Linked DNA regions of Rattus norvegicus: region 1 is linked to region 2. The links are chromatin contacts, called in public Hi-C maps. All regions are on one chromosome and are shown on one strand. The core of a region is the stretch at or near the end of the contact, and the rest is flanking DNA. Distances in the headings are between cores, read along the strand shown. Region 1 holds the start of Flt1 (Fms related receptor tyrosine kinase 1). Region 2 has its middle 14 kb from the start of Mtus2.

What was found. Hi-C and Micro-C count contacts between places; a contact is called where the count stands out from the background.
Region 1: a contact with region 2 is called in a Hi-C map of mammary epithelial cells, with 3 times the contacts expected there. The contact joins the promoter of Flt1 here to the enhancer-like site in region 2.

The regions. Positions count from the first base shown.
Region 1 is chr12:12,331,956-12,338,701 of GRCr8, forward strand. It overlaps Flt1 (Fms related receptor tyrosine kinase 1), which reads left to right and starts at 1,475. Exons shown (of 30, transcript NM_019306.2): 1 at 1,475-1,773. The coding sequence starts at 1,710.
Region 2 is chr12:12,125,080-12,132,472 of GRCr8, forward strand. No RefSeq gene overlaps it. Among named protein-coding and RNA genes, the nearest start is that of Mtus2, 14 kb to the left of the region's middle. Within about 2 kb of position 2,197, at least 15 of the 93 cell types and tissues checked have an H3K27ac peak or open chromatin away from gene starts, as enhancers often do.

The DNA of each region.
Region 1 (6,746 bases), core at 225-2,724, 210 kb after region 2:
TATTACCTAGTGCTGGCCATCCCGTGTGATTCCTGATTGGGAGAGCAATTCGAGGCAGAGTGCAGGAGCACTGACCCTAGTGGAGGGTTGTAGAGAAAGCAGAACCGGGAGGGGAAGTCCGCAGGTGAGCTGCGGCTCATAGCGGCCTTTCCTTTCTCCTGACCACGAAGGAGAGAAGAATTTCCCTGGCCTTGGCTCAGCGGCTCCCGCTGCCCTAGGAGAGCTGCGGGAGTGGGGGTGGGGGTGGGGGGGGTGGCGCAGACTCTCTTAGCAGTGAGGCAACTCGGGTTGCGCAACCTTCCCTACCGGAGATTTAGTCTAGTCCTTCAGGAAAAGCCTCTGGTCCCATTTAGGAGCCATTTTATCACCGGCATCTGGCAGGTTGCAATGAGCTATTTTTCAAACCTGCAGTATTTACAGGGACAAGACCGGGCTGCTCCGGGGAGGCCGGGACGACTTCAGCCTTCCAGTTAATGGATACATAATTGAGGAACAACGTGGAATTAGTGTCATCGTAAATGATCTAGTGTCTCAAGTTAATTTCACCCGTTTTTGTTCCAAGAACATTCGAGTCAGTCATCTTGGCTAGCCGGCTTCCACCAAAAAGATTTCTTTTCCATCCAGCGTTTCAGACATAGAGTTCAAGTTCTTGGCCCTTTACAAGTTGCAGGAGCGTGTCTCACGCCTTGGCTTTTGAAAAAGGTAACATGTTATTCCTTGTTTTGCTTCTAGGAAGCAGAGGGTTGAGGAAATGGCTTGGGCGGGTGCATTAATGCAGCCGAAAAAGACACAGACTCCCTCCCTTGGGACCCGCGCGGCCCCGCGCTCTTTCCGAAGGTGCCTGGCAAGGCGTCCGGTTCCTTCGGACGCTCCGGGTCCAAGTGCCTTAAGCGGAGGGTCTCTGGCGCCTTCCTTCGCCGTCTGGGAACAGTCTGGCGGGGTCAGGGACCGGCGGGACCGCTCAGGAGAGGGCTCGACTGCGCCTCGTTCCTCGGTGCCAGGGACACCGTCGCGGGGGCGCGGCCAGCTTCCCTAGGATAAGACTTCCCGCCCCGGGGGCAGGGCGGTGCACTTCGCCGGTCCCCTCCTCAGTTTCGGGCGGTCACCAGAGCTGAGTAAGCCCGGTGGAGGGAGCTGGGCAAGGATTTCCTGAGAGCGATGGGCAGGAGGGGCGGGGGCAGCAGGGCACCGAGCAAGGACGCTGAACCTGCGAACCTGCCCCGGGACCCGCGCGCCTAGCGCCACCGCACGCGCGCTCCGGCCCCCAGGCCACCCGCCCTCGCCGGCCCCCGCCCCTCCGGGAGGAAGAAGAGGGTAGGTGGGGAGGCGGATGAGGGGTGGGGGACCCCTTGACGTCACTAGAAGGAGGTGCCGGGGTAGGAAGTGGGCTGGGGAAGGTTATAAATCGCCCCCGCCCTCGGCTGCGCTTCAGCGAGGTCCTCGGGAGGCTCGGAGCGCGGTGGCGGACACTCCCCGGAGGTAGTGGTGGTAGTGGTGGCAGCAGCTCCGAGCGGGCTCCGGGACTCAAGCGCAGCGGCTAGCGGACGCGAGACTGGGAGGATCCCCTCCGCCCCCCACACCACCTCGGCTGCAGGCGCGAGAAGAGCTCTCGCGGCGCCATCAGGAGCAGGAGGGGACCGGCTCGGGCGGCTGCTCCGTCGGCCTCGGAGAGCGCGGGCACCGGGCCAGCAGGCCGCGTCGCGCTCACCATGGTCAGCTGCTGGGACACCGCGGTCCTGCCTTGCGCGCTGCTCGGGTGTCTGCTTCTCACAGGTGAGACGCGCCGGGGACCACGAGTTGGAGCTCGGCGGGGTTGGGCAGCCACGGGGTGGTCCGGGAGAGCGAGACTACAAGCGGGCAAGCGAGCTCCGGCGGGAGCCGGGGACACTTGTAGCAGTGGGTACGCCTCGGGACACACATCTTTTTTCCTCTCCCCCAGTGGGCGCCGCTGGAAGTTGGCATCACTGTTCAGACTCTCCTTAGCTCCGCGCTGGGGTCAGAGCCAGATTATCTGCGGAGTGCACCCGGAGCCGCTTGTCCCCTGCCAGGCTCTGGGGTAGGCGCTCGCTCCGTAGACTCTGGAAGTGCAGATCACCACACTGGTGGACCTTTTTGCATCCAGAGCCCGCTCCCCGGCTGAGGCTGAGTCCTCTAGGGTTAGCTAGAGCGAGCTAGATGTCAGAGAGGCTGCCCGGGGCTGGACAGAAGAGGGCTCGATAGCGATGATCTCGCTCTACCAGAGCAAAGGAGGTCAAATTTGGGAAGGATCCCGTGCCCGCGGCGAGCAGATGGAGCCAGCAAAGGGCCAGCTCTGGTTCCCGTACCCGCTTGGGACCGTCCGGAGGAAGTTGGGGAACGTACAGCGGGCACAGTTTCTTCCCCGCAGTTCGCTGAGCGCTGTCTCTCGGGTGGGGCCTCCGCGGGTGCGGGCCGGTGTGCGGTCCAGGTCGTCGGCGTGAGTGACTCAAAGCGCCCGGCAGCCTAGGGTCCAGTCTTCAAGTTTTGGAAATTTAAGCCCTACCTTTAGGTTATGAATCAAGGGGGGAGGACCTGGCAATTTGGACCGAAAGCTGTGGTTTAAGGAGTAGGTGAGGTATGCACATCGCCTAAATCAGCCTTCACTGGGATGTAAAAAGCGCTGGGGAGGTGGAGGGGAGGACGGATCAGGGACCAGCAGATTTTAAGAGCATTTAATGTGGAGACCTTTGTCATCCAAGGGTTAAAAAGCTGAATGGAGCTCGGGAACTCTTAACTCCAGGTCTGCAGGCACGAGGGGCGAAGGATCCTGTGAGGTCGCTTTGGGCAGAGCCAGATACCAGAACACCTTTCTTTAAAGCAACGTGGTTGGGGAAAAAAGGTAGAGAAGAAAGAGTCAGGATTGTAATGGCCCCAGAAAGAAAGGCAACACGGATTTTAAAGGCAGTAAGAACGAGCCTTTAGGAATGAGAAGACTGCACTTCCTTTCAAAGTAATGAGCAGGGGTTTATAATTAAAATGGATTGAAATGGTAAAGCCAGAACTCGACATGGGCTGGCTAGGTTCTAGAACAATGATATTAAACGAGTTCTTGTATTTTCTATTTCTCAAATGTTTTTGAAGAGCTGCTTATTCGAAATATAATCGCTTAGAGAGTTTAAATACTAGTTTACTATATAAAGGCAAAAGCTAGCTTAAAAATTACTGCAAACCCCCAAGTTATAGAGGGGGAAAACCCATGTCTCATTGGATTTTCTGCTTCGCACACGTGTCTTTACTTTTAAACTTTAAAGCGTGGTTGGTTTTAGCTAAGCGTAATTTTATATGGGGTTGAGACCAGCAGAGGCAGATTGAAGCAGTACAGAAACGGTACGGGTAACGGGTAACGTACGGAGTCGCTTTGCACCGGCTAGCCAGGCGCTGAGCCCCATCGGGTGTTAGAGCCTCTTTATTAGTTACGAACTACAATACTTTCGGGTCCTCTTTGTAGCTATGGAGACCACTGTCTCTTAAAAAGTTCAGTCTCCTGTTCAAGGTTTAAGACACCACACTCTTGTTTAACTCCATACCCTTGATTAACACCACACCAGCGTGCACTTCTTTTGCTCACCTCTCTCTCTCTCCTTCTCTCTCCCTTCTCACCCCTTTATCCTTCCCTCTCCCCCTCCCTTACTTTTCTTTAAGCAGCTAACATTTGGAGTTTGGTAGAACTAGTTAGAAATACTTAAATTTTGGGATTGGGGTGTGTGTATGGTAACTCTGAGTTAAAATAAAAATTATGCAAATATTAACAGCCAGGTGTGAGGGCTACATCCATATTCCAAGAACTCAAGACCTAAGGCAGAGGGATGGTGAGTTCTAACCAGAGACATTGGCTCTAAAGGGAGTCCCTTTCTCGATAAATTAATAATAATAATAATAATAATAATAATAATAATAATAATACCTATTTCAAAATTGAATAGAATGCATTTCTCATACATAGTTTTACATAGTGGTTTCTATTTTTTTTCTCCAAGACTTACAGAGCTGTGCTTTTCCCAAAATGGCATATTTTAAATGGGACTCTTATGGTTCATGTTGCTTTCCAACTGATCAGTCATCTTGCAGATAAACTGTGAACTAGGGTTTCTTTGAAAAAAAATCTTTTTAGTGCAGCATTAATTTTTTTCCTGGTTGAAAAGTCTTTAATAGGCTATATAGTTTCTTTTCAAATGATTCCCCAACTGGCATTTTTTTTCTTTTAAAAATTGGCAAAATTAAAAAATATAGTTGATTTTTTCCCCCCTCTATGCAAGAGTTTCTCTGTGTAGCCCTGGCTCTCCTGGAACTTACTCTGTAGACCAGGCTAGCCTCTGCCCTCCCAGTGCTGGGATGAAAGGTGTGGGCCACCACTATCTGGCCTAAAAATATGGTTGATTTCCGAAGGCTCCTTTTCAACTCTAAAATTCAGTGACTGAATTTCACAAAGCAAACAGAATGGGGTCCTTCTGTTTTCCAGGTTCCCTGCCATTCTTATGCCTGCTAATGGGCGCTAAGCCATTTGACACTGTGGCTGCCGAGCTGGGGGGTTGCTGTCAGGAATCACACCTGATCCTTTTCTCTGGTAGAAAGTTCTAGACCAACCAATTAACCTGGTCTTTAGTGGGCTTCCTTTTTTGGGGGGTGGGAGGCTGGTGGAGGAGGCCATCCCAGATGCCTCAGGCATAGATCATTAGCGTGGGCCTTTTGTTTTTTCTCAGCAGAATGTGTAACTACGACAGGGACTAAGTCACGTTAACCACATGGAAGATATCTGTCGCTTTAACCACCCCCACCCCGTATTTCTTGCTTTAAAAAAAGTTAATATTTATTAGTTTTTGTTTGTTTGTTTGTTTTTTAAAAACAGCTATGTTCTAAAACTGTTCCAGATTACAGCAAGGCTACTACTAAACCTCTTATTTAATAGTTAAACCTATTTTTGTGACTTCTAAAAGACCAACCAAGTACTTATTTTTCCCCCCTCTCCAAAACTTTGGGGACATTTCTGAGTCCTCGAATGTGTATAATGTGGAACTTGAAGTGATATATCTATTCCCCCCAAAAGGCTTTATAGTGACACTTGCCCCCTTCCCTCTGGAAAGGTGGTTCCTTGGGAGGAAATTGTGTGGTGTAACCCAACAGAACTGTGGCTGATCCCTACCCTGGCTTTGCAGTCAAGCTAAGAGAGAACAGAAACAGAGCAAGCGGTTTCTGTGGTGCTCTTAATGTGTGCAAGAGTGAGCCCAGGGGTGAAAAGGGATTCAGGAAGCTGGGAACTGGTGAGGAGGGTTTATTTGGCCCAGCACACAGTAGATGATGTGTGGTCATCGCAGGTTAAGAACCATTTTTCAACGTACTTGATACTGTGCATAGCGGAAGAGGATATTTGACGAACACACCAGGCTCTCTTTATTTTAAGTAAAAATTATACCAGGAGCAGCTGACATGTTGGTTTAGCTTAGCAGAGCAGAGCGGCTCCTGAGGAAAGACTCCGGCCCTGCCAGTTGCTTTCCAGGACAGTGGTGGAGGCCGAAATCAGTGGTTCCTTGGATGCCGCACGGTGATTGAACATTAAATTGCTGGACTTTATTCCAGACTGAAGGAAGGGAAGGAAATGGGAGGAATGGAGTATTTGAAGGAACCGGAGAGAGAAGCCTCTGATTTAGCGTGCGGCACCGTCGGGGGCGTGTGTGGGGGTGTTCATTAAGGAAATGGTTCTACTCAGTCTGCTGAAGACAGTGAGTTAGACATCCTGCATTGTTGCTGGGCGGATGTGGGGGTGGGGGGGACGTCAAGAATTCCTGGGCATTTCCCATCCGCCTTTGCAAACCTGGATGCTTGAAGACCATTTCTGATTCCTGCCTCTGTCTTCCATGTCAGGCTCCTTGAGAGGGAGACTCGATCTTGTCTCTCTCACACACATTTGTTGTGAGAGCGCCTTGGGGCTCAGCTCCTGGAGGGTACAGCAGTTCTGTGATATTTTCTAGCTCTGAAGTTGGCCAGTGGCAGACCTAGGATGACACCCTGAAGGTCCACCCATAGTTCACATTTCTTCTGCTTTTGTGCATATTCTCCACTCGAACAAAGTGGGGAGACCCAATATTCATTAAACCGTGATATCTGCATACATTTATAGTAGTAGTAGTAGTAGTAGTAGTAGTAGTAGTAGTAGTAGTAGTATTTTGTGGTGCCGGGGATCAAATCTGGGCTCTCTCAGTCGTTCAACAAAGGCTCTACCATTGAGCTACTCTCCCACCATCTCCTTAACCATGAGATTGTTAAAGCTTATGTCCCACTCCTTCCCAAGGAGTTAAATTAACAACTTCAGTGCCCAGTGGTCCATGCCTCTGATCTCAGCCAGGCCAACACAGAGAAACCCTGTCTCAAAAAGACAAAAAAAAAAAAAAAAAAAAAAAAAAAAACCAAAAAACCAACCAAACAAAAAATAAATAAAAAACAAAAAAACCAAAACCAAACAAAAAAATCCAAACAAACAAATTTAAAATCTATAGCCGCTTAGTAGCCCACGAAGTTATCTAAGAGAAGATTAATTTTCCTTGTGAGCCCTTGGGCTCCTTCTTTGGAGTAGCCATGGTTTATGGTGACAGATTTAATCTGTCATTCGGTCCCTCCACCTTCTGTCCCACCTATGTTAACTCTGCCCCTCTTTCCTACTGCTGGACCACCTCTGAGATCATTGGGCTCCTTGTCAATCCCTCCCTCCCTCCCTGGGAAACCCTGGGCAGCAG
Region 2 (7,393 bases), core at 947-3,446:
AGAGCGCTGTAAGCCTGCCCAGTGTCAGCCTCTCAGGGATCCTAAATCTGTAGTTGCTGACCCCTGCAAGCTTCGCGGTTATGGGGATGCTATGATGCTACCCATAGGCAAGGGCTGAGGATATCTCAAACAGGTCAGTTTGTAACTTCTACAAGGTACCGCCAGGTTCTTATCTCCACCAAAGAAAGAATTCAGAGGAGACAAAGGAAGGACCGTACTAGGCAAAGGAATGGGGTCCTCTCAGGAAAGGCTCACTGTGTGGGATGTTTGTATAGCTATGCTACAAGCAAACCTTACTGGAAGATAGGATTGATTACTCATGAGCGAAGAAGAGAGCAGGTCCTCACAGGACTAGCCTTGAAGCTTCGTTGCTGTGTGGAACTACACTCTAGTCAGTACAGCCTAATTATGTATGCCCCTTGCCCCTTGCTCCTTGCCCCAGTTTTCCCTCCATGTAAACTTAAAGTTCAAGTCAGAACCCAAAGATAGGCTCCAGGGTAGGGATATCCACTGAACTCTTTTGTATATTACTCCGCCCATTGTGGTTGCACTGAAGAACTCTGTTCTTCTTTGCTATTCCCCGTCCCTTTAATTGTCAGGCTGAGGTGCATGCCTAGCTAATGGGAGCTGGTGGAGCTGGTATGGAAAAGTTGTTCTCTTTATTTAGACGCACATCTGGGGCTGGAGAGATGGCTCAGCGGTTAAGAGCACCTGACTGCTCTTCCAGAGGTCCTGAGGTCCTGAGTTCAATTCCCAGCAACCACATGGTGGCTCACAACCATCTGTAAAGAGATCCGATGCCCTCTTCTGGTGTGTCTGAAGACAGCTACAGTGTACTTACATATAATAAATAAATAAATCTTTAGACGCACATCTGCTCTAGAGAACAGCGGCAGGCCGTTCCTGTGGGTCTCTGCATCCCTGAGTCGTCATACCTCGGGACATCTTGAAGAAAACCATGCTTGGTTTCCTGCGGGCTTTCAGTGAACGCCCAATGGCGGTGCCTTCGACTCTAGGAAGACTCACAAGCGAACTGGATCAACGGACGGACGTCTATCCACACAGTTCCGAGAAACAGCAGCTGTTTGGTTAAGAGAAGTCATACAATGGAAACCAGCAGTGCGATCTCACGGCTCTATGCAGGGTAGGCAGCAAAAGGATGCTTCAGTCCTGGAGTGAGGGGACGCTTGCAAACTAGGAGTAGTTATGGCCTCAAATTTGGGAAACCTTAAATCTTTTGTTGTTGTTTTCCTTGGTAATTGCTTCTTTGTTTGGGTGTTTTGTTTTTGTTTTGTTTTGTTTTGAGTCGAAACTAGTATCCAAGGAGGGATCTTTAGAGGAGGGTGTGGTGTGGCACCACTCCGGAGGCAGAGGCAGATGAACTTGAGTTCAAGGCCACCTTAGCCTATGTAACAAGCTCCAGATATATCAGAGCTACACAGGAAGACCCTGGCTCAAAAATAAAAACAAGCTAGCAAAGCGAGCCACGGCATCTTCACATACCATTTCCAGATTCCCCCAGCATCTAATCTGTGATATTTCTGCGCCACCAATAAAGAGCGAAGCGCTCTAGCAGCCCCAAGCATGGCGTCTTCGGTGCTGGCAAACGCCTTAAGCTTCCCTCTTCCCTCTCCCTTGTAAACCACAGATTACATTCCTAGTGACAGCCACCAAGGTCTGTTCCCGTATTTGGACACCTTCTTATGCCAGACTCATTCCTGAGGCTGACTATTAAGCTATCCAAGTATTAAAATCCGACAGTCAAAAGTTCCCATTAGCTACCCTAATTAGCACTCAGGACATACCGCGGTTCCTAGCCTAGCCCTCTAACTCTAACACAGTCCTCCCCCTCTTCCTTCTTAAAAATCATTCAAGGTCATTTGTTGCTGTTTTCTGCCTAAATCAGAAAACTGGCCACTTTACTTTTCTCCTCCCACCCCCACCCCGCTGAGAAAAGTTGTCTGGGTGTGGTTTGTGCTTAATCCGGGTGCAGGAGGGAGCACCCCGCTGTGTTTAAGTCCCTCCAAAGAGTGACTGGGTCACACTTGACTAGTGAAATAAAGCATCTTAAAGTCCCAGTTTGCGGTGGCAGGAGAAAAAAATCTGGAAAGACCAGAAGCCCAGATGCTTGCTCTCTCTGTGCTCACTCTCAGCCATCACTCCCGGCTGCAACCTGAACTGAGTCATTTTGCTGGGAGAAGGGCAGGGGAGACGGGGCAGAGGGGGCGGGACTTTCTACCCAGCACTTTGTAATTGGCTCTGCTTGTTTGCTGAGCTCAGTAGCCATTGAGGATCAGAATACCAGTATGTGGTGTGGTGTGTGGTGTGCTGTGGTGTGTGGTGTGGTGTTGTGTGGTGTGGTATGGTGTGCTGTGGTTGTTTTCCTTAATCAGTCCAAGCATATGCTGGGGCTCCAGCAGTTGCAACAGGAAAGTGAAAACAAACCGCGGCTGTGGGCGTGTACCTTGGAACAAATACCACAAATGACAGACTGGCGGTGGGTCTAAGTCCCTGATTACTAAGTTACCATTGATCTCACTACTGTAGGAGAGGAGACACATCTGCATTTCCGGGGGATCTCCCGCGTGGTGATCCGTCATGCTCTGTGGGAGACCACACTGCATACCTTCAATCGGTGTCTCCCTAATTAAACTCCAAACGGGGACTGCTTCTCTTCCTCTTGACACGAAAAGCTTAGATTTTTTTTTTTTTTTTTTTTTTTTGGTTCTTTTTTTCGGAGCTGGGGACCGAACCCAGGGCCTTGCGCTTCCTAGGCAAGCGCTCTACCACTGAGCTAAATCCCCAACCCCGAAAAGCTTAGATTTTATCGCCCAGTCTCTCCACTCCTGTTTCATCAGAGTGACTTTTTAAAAAATGTCCTAACCCTAAGTGCCCAAGTAAACTGGATAACAAAGATAAGGTTTAGATAAAGATCGAGTTTCCTAGTTGACGGTAGCTGTCACCGTGTGTAGCGGCTCTTTCCCTTGAATGGCAGCCACCAGTTTGTCACATCTCAATCTTTAAGATGAAAAGATTCTACCTGACCTGTAAGAAACTTAGAGAGAAATTACAGTAATTAATCTAACACTTTGGGGCAGGGCATAAGAATTAGGAAATATGGCTTGGCTAGCTGAGGTAGCATGTTAATAATATCACTGTTTACAAAGAATAAACCGATGATGATGATGATAATGATGACGATGATGATGATGATGGTGGTGATGATGATGATGGTGATGATGGTGGTGGTAATGATGATGGTGGTGGTGGCGGTGGTGATGATGGTGGTAATGATGATGGTGGTGGTGATGATGGTGGCAGTAATGATGATGGTGATGATGGTGGTGGTGATGATGATGGTGGTGGTGGCGGTGGTGATGATGGTGGTAATGATGATGGTGGTGGTGATGATGGTGGCAGTAATGATGATGGTGATGATGGTGGTGGTGATGGTGATGATGGTGGTGGTGATGATGATGGTGTGGTGGTGGTGATGATGGTGGTGGTGATGGTGATGATGATGGTGGTGGTGATGATGATGGTGTGGTGGTGGTGGTGGTGGTGGTGATGATGATGATGACAACGACAACAGTATCATCATTGTTCACTGCAGCACTGTCTGTCTCCTAACAAGTTGGTAAGAATGAAATCGGTGGAATATAAGATTTTAAAACCGGAATGAGTCCTAAGGATGCTCCAACTCTAACTTATTCTGCAGAGAAGTAAATTAAATGTGCAGAAGGATTTTGAGTTTGAGGCCAGCCTGGGCTACACAATGAGACCAAGCTCAACCAAACAAGGCCATTTTCTACAACGAACTCTTGGAGGGAATTAGATTCCATGACAGATTCTGTCTTTCCAGGAAAATTCTTTGCTCCTTTTGTTAAAACAAAGGCACCGTCTGGGGCTACTGACCTAAATCTGTACGCGGTACCCATAGAAGCTAAGCGGTGATCTGCTGAGAGCTTCCAGAAAGGGGTTCGCTTTCCTGGCCAAAAGGATGTGTGTAACTCACCATGTCTCCTCATTGGCTGAGCCTCAAAACTTTAAAATGGAGCCAAACATCAACAGTTCTGATGGATCAGTTTTGTGAGTTGACCATGAACTTGGCTCATAAAAGCTCGTGTGTTGAGTGCTTGGACGGCAGCTGTGAGCTACTGTGTTTGGAGGCTGTGGATTATTTTTGTTTCTTTCTTTTTTTTTTTTCCGAAGTTGGGGACCGAACCCAGGGCCTTGCGCTTCCTAGGTAAGCGCTCTACCACTGAGCTAAATCCCCAGCCGGCTGTGGATTATTTTTAAAGTTAATATTTTTTTGAGAATGTCATAGATGAGTGCCATATTTACATCATTTTGACCCCTCCCTCTAACTTTTCCCATGGCCCCTCTCTCCTACTCCCTATCAAATTCAGGACCTCTTCTTTAATTATTACTGTCAAACACATATACACAAATATCATATAGGCAAATATACATATATATTTTGTATATATTTATCAATGTACATTATATATATAGAATATATATTCTCTCTATATGTATATATTCTATATATACATATTACCCTGCTGAGTCCATTTAGTGTTATAACCTTAGTTTTTTTCAACTCCTAGTTTTAATGATGGTTCTTAAACACTTTTTTTTTTCGGAGCTGGGGACCGAACCCAGGGCCTTGCGCTTGCGAGGCAAGCGCTCTACCACTGAGCTAAATCCCCAACCCCGGTTCTTAAACACTTTAACCTTCCTTGTAACCCACCACCAACCAGAGGTGGCGGGAAAGAAAGGATACAGGGGAAGTGGACCTGTTTGGAAAGGTTCTTCGGAGCAACTCCCGTCTGCGTTGTCTGGAAATCGGCAGCTGGGCTCACAGGTCAGCAGCAGCTCGATCCACTAGCAAACACTTCACGGATGCACCAACAGACCGATTCCGTAGAGTTGGGACAGGAAACATGAACCTGCAGCAATGACATTACCTAGCAGAGACAGCCAGGACCAGTCAGCAGGAGGGGCCAGGAGGAACGCCAGGAAAAGTTCTCAGCCGTGCCTCTCTCAGGGAAGCAAAGATCAGAGTTCTCAAGTGTTACACTGCACCAGCAAGCCAAGCTCAGCCTGGGTCCCTGTTGAGTCCCATTCACACCCTCCAAACATCATGTGACCTTGACTCAGCACTTGCAGCCAATCAGCCCGAGTCCGAGGAGTCCTGACAAATGGAGCTCAAGGAGGCAATGTAAGGCAGACCAATACATGCGTGTTGTTAGCACAGAGCCCTTCATCACGAGTCCTTTCACGTGCTGGCTTTAGCAGAACATCCTTCCACCAGTGTCTGCTTCAGCTAAACGTTCCTTCACGAGTCTGCCTTAGTCTTTCACCTGTGTCCACTTACACCATATAGCACAACTGTCTCTCCAAAGAACCTTAAGTTCCCACGTCACAGTGTTGCTCGTATGTACATGTGTTCAAGGCTGACCACTTGGGACTGGGTAACCTATCAGGGGGTCTCATTCCTGGAAAAGACTGATTTCTCCTCTCTCAGAAGCCACTGATGACTTGTAGCTCTTTGTCTGGAGGTGGGGCTTGCGAAATTTCCCCCATCCATGCTGACACATCAACTGGTGTTGTACTGTGCAGGTCTCCTTTAAGTACCCAGATTTTAAAGCTTTAATCTGTTTTCATGTGTGTGGTGGTTTGACTAGGCTTGGCCCGTATGGAGTGATACTGTTAGGAGGCGTGGCCTTGTTGGAGGAAGTGTCACTGTGTGAGTGGGCTTTGGAGGTCTCTTATGCTCAGGCTCCATCCATGGTAAAAGAGAACTTCCTCCTAATTGTCTAGGAATGCCAATCACCTCCTGGCTGCCTTCAGATCAAGAGGTAAAACTCTCAGCTCCTTCAGTACCACTGCCATGCTTCCAGCCATGATGATAATGGACTGAACCTCTGAATCCGTAAGTCAGCCCCAATTAAATGTTGCCCTTATAAGAGTTGACTGGTCATGGTGTCTCTTCACAATAACGAAACCCAAATTAAGACAGTGTGCATTCGTGTTTTGCTTGTGTGTATGTGTGTGTACTGCATGCACACGGCCCCCAAGGAGACCAGAAGAGGACATTGAGTCCCCTGGGAGTTATAAGCCAGTGGTGGGAACTAAACCGAGACCCTCTGCAAGGGCAACAAGTGCTCTTAACCCCTGAGCCATCCAACTCTAACCCCTAGATGACCATAATTTTTATGAGGAGGGGCTTGGGTAGAGGTGATACCTGGTAACCAGTCCTTTCTTCCCTGTCTGTTGTTGTCCACCATGAGGTGAGCCACCTCTGCCACCATCGCGTTCTACCTCACTATGGACCCGGAATCAGTGGGGACAAGAACTATAGACAGAAACCTCAGAGCCCGTGAGTCAAACTAAACTCATCCTCCTTAAGTTATCATTGGTCACAGTCTGACAGACCCAGACTGCGAGGGAAGGACGGCAGGATCACAGACAATGGCCTGGAGTGCCGTGTATGACTCCCTCCTCAAACTGGTGCCTTCTGCTTCCCAGCACCCAAGTCAGTGCACTGTGAGTGGAAATCAAAGGCACTGGAGCATGATGGGCATTGCTCCTCCCATCTGGCCACTCTGCCCCGCCCCTCCCCTCTGGGTGCTCCGCCCTGCACTGTCCTGCTCCGCCCCTCCCCTCTGGGTACTCCGCCCCGCCCCGCCCTGCACCGCCCCTCCCTGCCCCGCCCCGCCCCGCCCCGTCCCGCCCTGTCCCGCCCCTCCCCTCTGGGTACTCCGCCCCACCCTGCCCCGCCCCTTCCCTTCTGGATACTCCGCCCCGCCCTGGCCCGCCCCTCTGGATACCAGGTCCTTTGGAGTATGGATCTCACCTCCTCTCAGGAATGCACCTCAGCAGCTTGATTCCCCCAACTATCCAGCCTACTATCCTTGCTTCTTTCTCAATATATTCTTTCTGCATCACATTGTCCTTGGACTGGACTATGTACCCTACAATCTGAACACTCGACACTGTGACCGCCACCTTCGGAGACAGGGCTTTGAACAAATGATTAAGGTAAATGAGGCCACGACAGTGGGCAAGCTCTAACCCATGGTGACCTCATAAAAAGAGGAGGTTGGGACATGGACACACACAAGAGAGGATAAAACTCTACCAGCCAAGGAGAGAGAGTTGAAGTGAAACCCCTTCCTCAAGGCCTTAAATTAAGAGGAGCCGTGATGCAGCAAGCAGCCTGGTCCAAGGTTGTTTTCCATGGGGCCTTCGCAGGTTCAAACACACAGTACTTTCTCGGCTGCCTTTTATGTACGCGACTGCTACTCACCGGGGCGGGGTGGGGAGAACGTATCTGTTGTATGGGTCTGAGGCTCATCGGCCATGCTCAAGCTGCCAAGGAAACTTG